Regions from separate parts of the Sus scrofa genome. Here region 2 is linked to region 1. The links are chromatin contacts, called in public Hi-C maps. All regions are on one chromosome and are shown on one strand. Each heading gives the region's core, a stretch centred on a gene start, on an enhancer-like site or on the middle of the called end of the contact. The rest is flanking DNA. Distances are from core to core; before and after follow the strand shown. Region 1 holds the start of GOLGB1 (golgin subfamily B member 1). Region 2 holds the start of FBXO40 (F-box only protein 40).

What was found. A called contact is a pair of places that touch in the nucleus more often than the background predicts.
Region 2: a contact with region 1 is called in a Hi-C map of fetal heart ventricle, with 2.2 times the contacts expected there. The contact joins the promoter of FBXO40 here to the promoter of GOLGB1 in region 1. A contact is called at or near these places in 2 of 47 Hi-C or Micro-C datasets (fetal heart ventricle and heart right ventricle).

Annotation. Positions count from the first base shown.
Region 1 is chr13:138,753,468-138,756,691 of Sscrofa11.1, reverse strand. It overlaps GOLGB1 (golgin subfamily B member 1), which reads right to left and starts at 1,889. Exons shown (of 23, transcript XM_021070274.1): 1 at 1,859-1,889.
Region 2 is chr13:138,903,509-138,906,736 of Sscrofa11.1, reverse strand. FBXO40 (F-box only protein 40) reads left to right here and starts at 1,327. Exons shown (of 4, transcript XM_021070277.1): 1 at 1,327-1,786.

The DNA of each region.
Region 1 (3,224 bases), core at 640-3,139:
AGAGAAATGAAAGGTCCCCCCCCCAAAAAAAAGGAGGATTCTTCAGAGAAGCAACTTTCTCAAAAACATAAGTAAACACCTTTATGTGATTTTCAAATTTGGTGGGGAGTGTCCTAGAAAATAGGCAAGACCTTTTTTTTTTTTTTTGTCTTTTTGCCTTTTCTAGGGCCGCTTCTGCAGCACATGGAGGTTCCCAGGCTAGGGGTCGAATCGGAGCTATAGCCACCAGTCTACGCCAGAGCCACAGCAACTCGGAATCCGAGCCGCGCCTGCAACCTACACCACAGCTCACGGCAACGCCGGGTCCTCAACCCACTGAGCAAGGCCAGGGATCGAACCCGCAACCTCATGGTTCCTAGTCGGATTCGTCAACCACTGGGCCACGACGGGAACTCCAGCAAGACTTTTTTTATCCTTTTAAATATGTTTTGTGTATTATATAAGTTACATACTTATAGTGTTATTCATATATTATTTATAATTGAGTATACAGTATTTAGAGGATAGTTGCTCAAATATGTATTACTGATAGTGCAATTAAAAATACTTGGAAAGTACTGATGTACTCGAACAAATTTAACAAGCAAAGAGGAAAGCATCAAATGGTCATTCCATGGTCAAAGAATAAAACGTAAAAGCTGTGAAACAGTCAGTGTACAATGTCTGCAATTTTTGAATTCTCTTCAACTCTTCCCTATATCTATTCCATGACCATATCCTGTCACTTCCAAAAGAACACTTACTGATTTTGACAGTTCATAATCATTCTGATCATCCAAATTTAATTACTTCGTGCTTCTGAAAAGGCCTCCAGCCTTTCTGTAGTGAGCTCTCTAGTGCTATCTTGCACAAAACTGTGAGATTCTTTAAAAGCTCGGAAAGCTTCCAACTGTTTCCAAAAGTGAAAGTACTTATCCAGCGATCTTTAAATATCTCTGCCCTACTCTTAAATTGTCTTCTCCCCACAGACCAACTGAAACTCTTCAAGTCAGACAAATATATTCCTCATTTGTCGAGGGGGGTTATCTACCCCTAACACTCCTACACACCAACCTGTTATGCAGAATAAACATCCTCCATTTTCAAATCAAATTCTTTTTCCTCCAGAACTTTCTTCAGGGTTCCCTTTCCTCTAATAACCTCCCTCCGATTCCTGGGATTTTAGTCTTAATGGGATTGCAAGGATCATCCCTCTCTCTGAACCTCCCCAGCAACTCAGTAGCAGGATCCAGGATCCTTCGACAGACCCACATTTGCGTTAATAGCGCCAATGTTTCTGTGATCTCCGCCCTCAAGACCTTGGATTTGTTTGGCTCCCGCCTCCCCTTCCAGACACTAAGTTTGTTTAGGGCCTGACCGCAGAGGGGCCGGGCAGGTTCTCTCCGACGTCGGCTGCTGCGTACACAGGTCGGCCTGAGCAGGCTGCTTAGGGAACGAGGCTGTGCGGACAGGGCTGACCCGAGCGCCTTTCTCCGCCTATCCCAGAGGAGAAAAGTCCAAAGGAGGGGGCGGACAGTGCATATGTGCCTGGAGGCCGTGTAGGGCGACCCTGAAACCATCCGGCGGCGCCAGCCGGCGAGTAAACAATTGGAACCAGGCCCTGTAGATGAAGGAAGGTGGATTAAAGGGCCGGATCCAGGACTAAATCAGGAGAGGCGGGACAGGGAGGGGACCCGAGTGTGGCTGCTTCGGCAGACCTGCGGGCCTTGTGGTGGGGGTGACCGTTACAAGGCTCAAGGAAGGGAGGAGTTGGGGAGTATCCCCCACTCACCTGGAAGAGGTTGTTGCCGGAGGCTCCAGCTGCCCCCCTCCCAAATTTAAGCCACGTCAGCTCGGGAATCCCGTACACGACACCCACCTCCGCCGCGCCCCGCTGCCGGACTCAACCACTCGCTGTTGGGACGGAAACTGGGATTAGGATATGGACCAATCAGGGCTATTGACAGGGCGTTACCAGGGAGACCAGGCACGCCTTGTTTGTACCTAACCCGTCAACAATGACCGAGACCAATCAAAGTCAGGAAATGCTCCGCTTCCTCAAAGAAACAGCCAATAGACTCTAAAGAGTGGAGGAGGGGTGGAGTCAGACCCGAGAAAGTGTTCCGGAAGAAAATTTGGGGAAGAGCCGGAAATGCCGGGAGGGCGGGCCTTCTTGGTAAGGTCAGGTGTTTCCAAAGTAAAGTGGCTGCGCTTATTGCTTCTGATACCTCCGCGGGGTTGGTCAAAACTGATCGACATTGTAGCTTGGGCTTTCGCGGAGACTCTGCACTGCAGAAACCAGCTGCCATTAGGATTGCTAAATGAGCTGTGAGGAGGGTATAAGAATGTGGGTTTTGGAGTTCCCGTCGTGGCGCAGTGGTTAACGAATCCGACTAGGAACCATGAGGTTGCGGGTTCGGTCCCTGCCCTTGCTCAGTGGGTTAATGATCTGGCGTTGCCGTGAGCTGTGGTGTAGGTTGCAGACACGGCTCGGATCCCGCGTTGCTGTGGCTCTGGCGTAGGCCGGTGGCTACAGCTCCGATTCAACCCCTAGCCTGGGAACCTCCATATGCCGCGGGAGCGGCCCAAGAAATAGCAACAACAACAACAGACAAAAAGACAAAAGACAAAAAAAAAAAAAAAGAATGTGGGTTTTGCTCTTAGAGTCATAAAATATTAGACCGGAAAGTAGGACATCTAATATGACTTTTTCATTTTACTGATGAAAAATGAGAACCAGATTAAAGTGACTTTCACAAACAGCGACTTACTAATGTGACTCGGACTAGGTAGAACTTGGCATCTGTATGAAAGGATCAGAGATGTTTCTAAGGATTTGAGTTAGAGGGAAAGTAGTGAATACCAGAGAATGCCTTTTAATAAGTGGTGTCAGAACTGGCCCTTAAGCAGGTGAGGGTTGAGGGCTCTGGTACTGGGACAGGAGTCAGTGAGGTGCTCCAGTAACAGTCACAGAGCCTCTAAGGAAAGGAATAAAAGTAGCCAGCTCCTGTGATATCAGGGACTCCCTTGACAATTAGTATTATTTGAATTTATTGAGACTTACTGTGTGTCAGGCACTCAGCCCACCCTATGCATCCTCGTGCTAATGTTTATTACATAAATCTTTGTGGATCAAACATCAGTAAGGCATTTTCTGGTGACCATCTAAATTGTAGTCCCCTGTAATTAGTGTGTACTGTTCTTGGACTTGGCGATATAGCTGAGATCAAGGGAAAACAAATTCC
Region 2 (3,228 bases), core at 78-2,577, 150 kb before region 1:
AAACTTATCAAATCCTCCATCTATAAGAAATCCAAGCTAATACGACATTTATTGGTGAAAGACTGAATACTATTCCCCTCAGATCAGAAACAGGGAACAAGTTAGGCAGTGCAAAAAGGCAAGAAAAGGAAATAAAATGTATCCAAATCCTAAAGGGATAAGTAAAAATATCTTTATTCACAGAGGACATGATCTTATATCTAGAAAATCCTAAGGGATCTTAAGAAAACTATTAGAACTAATAAGCAAGTTCAGTAATTTTTAGGACACAAAGATCAGTATACAAAATTTTTACAATTTCTTTTTCTTTCTTTCTTTCTTTCTTTCTTTCTTTCTTTCTTTCTTTCTTTCTTTCTTTCTTTCTTTCTTTCTTCTTTCTTTCTTTCCTTCTGTCTGTCTCCCTCTCTCTCTCTCTCTTTCTTTCTTTTGCTTTTTAGGGGCACGCCTGCACCATATGGAGGTTCCCAGGCTAGGGGTCAAATCAGAGCTATAGGTGGCAGCTTATGCCACAGCCACAGCAAGGATCCAAACCACGTCTGAGACCTACACCACAGCTCACGGCAATGCCAGACCCTTAACCCACTGAGCTAGGCCAGGGGTCAAACCAGCAACCTCCTGGTTCCTAGTCAGATTTGTTTCCAATGCACCACGATGGGAATTCCAAAATGTTTATGATTTTCAACCTCTAGTTGCTCACCCCAAATAAGTTTACCTTTACATGAATATATATGCAGGGAAGAATCCAGAGGAAAGGGGAATTCAGCATCTGTTAATTACAGCAGACTTAAGCATATATTTTTTCAGTCCATACATTCAAATAACAGCATCACTGACCACTTGATATGTGCCATTTCACAATTGGGAAAACTGAGGTAGAGATTTGTTACATAACTTGGTCTGAGACACATATCTAGAAATTAGCAAAGCCAGAATTAAATATTATCTTTCCTCAGAAAATAGCAGAATGAGTTCCTTTGAAGCAGGGAGCTGGCCTGAGAGTTACAACAGTAGTCTTTCCTCTGGCTCTTCCATCAGCAAGCAGTGACTTGGACAAAAAATTTACTTTCTCTAAATCTCTGTCTCCTCATCTGTAAAACGGGAGAGTTGGGCTAAGCGATAGCTCAGCCTCCTACCACCTCTAATTCTCTCACACTGGATTTAATCTATGCCTGATTTCTGAATTACAAACTCCCTTTCCCAACCACAGAGGAAAGGAGAGGACAGCCATTTACTTGTCATAACAAGAAATAGGAGAAACAGAAACAGGACCACACGTCACTTGCACAAGTTGCTGCCTCAGCCAGTGATGGGTTTAGGTGAAAAGCATGGTTATAATTAGAGCAGCAGCCTGTCCAGAGGGCTACACCAGCCACTGCGAGCACAGCTGGATCTGCCAACCACATGCACAGGAGTTTGAGAGGCTGCTCTGGCCTTGAAAACAGATCCTTCTTTAAAGGATTTTCATTCTTCCTCAAGGGAATGAAAACCCATTGATATAAAACCCCACTTGCCTTCCGGCTTCCCCTGCTAACTGCCCCTTCAGCAGACAGTGTTGATAAATACAGGGGAAAGGAAAAAATCGTAAGCTGAGCCTGGTCACATTGCCCCTTGTGATATAGTTTTATTTTTAACTTTGAAACACTTGAACTATTTCTGTTGAAGTTGTTTCTCCTTTCCCTACCTCCTCTGCTGCAGCTGATGCACAGCCAGCCATCTTCGGCAATCTACTTGCTCACAACCGAGGGACGCAGGTGCTGCAGATGCTGACTCAGTCCGGGCCATTAAGGTAAGCTTTTCAAATGTGAGCAGGTCTGGGAAGGGGACATTCAGAGTGGTGAACATGGAGACAGAGACGGAGCTGCACATCACTGTTTTGCCCTGAGCCAGAAGGTTGTTAGGCAAATTAGTTATGATGGGGGAGAAAAGGTTGGCGCTGAGAATGAGACCTAGCCATGTGTAAACTCCTGCTTTGAATCTAAAATCTTAGAGCAGGAAGAGATGACCTGCTTTCTAACAGCCACGGTTCTTTTTCTACAATTAAATGTAACATTATGTGGTATCTCTAAAGTTATATAGTAGTGATTGGGTGGAGGGGGCGGTTAGGGTGATGGGGAAGAAATAGGTGGGAGGCCCAGAACCCAGGATTTCTATTTTCTAAAGTCCAAACGTTGTGATCTTTCCCCCTTTGGCATTTGCTATGTTAACTGCAAGTCATTCTCCTGTACTTTAAATTCCAAACCCTATGTCAGCTACCGGTTGCATGTAACACAATTGTGTTTACTCTATATACTACATAAACTCCGCCTACAGAGTTTAAAGCCTGTTTTTCTCTAACAATATTCCCTACACAAGGTTCTTTCCTCCCCAGCTCTCTTGATCCAAAATGCACCCATGAAATAAAAGTGAAAGTATTTTACAAGTTGAAAAACTTCTACAGACATGCAAACCAAAAATTATTACAAACTTGAAACTTGCTCATCCAGAGGGACAGTGGTAAAATGATTAATGATACCTGAAGTATCAAACACTTTCAAGTGTAGATTGATTATTTCTGGCTTTGGTCATAACTGCACGGTGCTGCATGTACAAATTAGGCAAGGATAAGGGAGCAGTGTTTATTTTCCTGTTTTCCCCTGGACCTCACTTTAGGGTTATATAGTTAAAAGTTCAGCTAAGGACATCCTGGGAAATGGCCTGTGCCGCAGAAGGGATTCTGCACACTCTGACCTTTGCAGTGTACAGCTAAAGGCACCAATGCCAAATAAAAGGAAACCGACCCAGATGCCCTAACTCCTGGTTCCTTCCTGCCTGCCTCTGTAACTGCCAGACGCATCCCATAACTCTGTCAAAGTTGTCTAGGTTATAATTATGCTTGTTGGCCAGGCATAATTAAATACACTGTGTATAACTGCCTAACTTCATTTAATTTTGTGAGGGTTTTCACGGCACGAAGGTCTTCAAGGTGTGTTTTGGATACTGTCCTAGCAAGACGGGGGGCATGTTGGCTTAGCTGCAACCAAGCAGACAGGCTGACTCAGAGTTACCCCTAAACAATGTGGCTAGTTTGTACTTTCTTGGCCTGTATAAAACTGTAATTTGAAATACTAATAATATAAGCAACAGATATGAGAATTAACCAGCTAATTAAATAACTAGAAAGATTAAAAATTCTCTAGCATAGGTAGAGAACTGCAGATGGTGAGGTTGAATTGATTTGGGAGAGGGTAG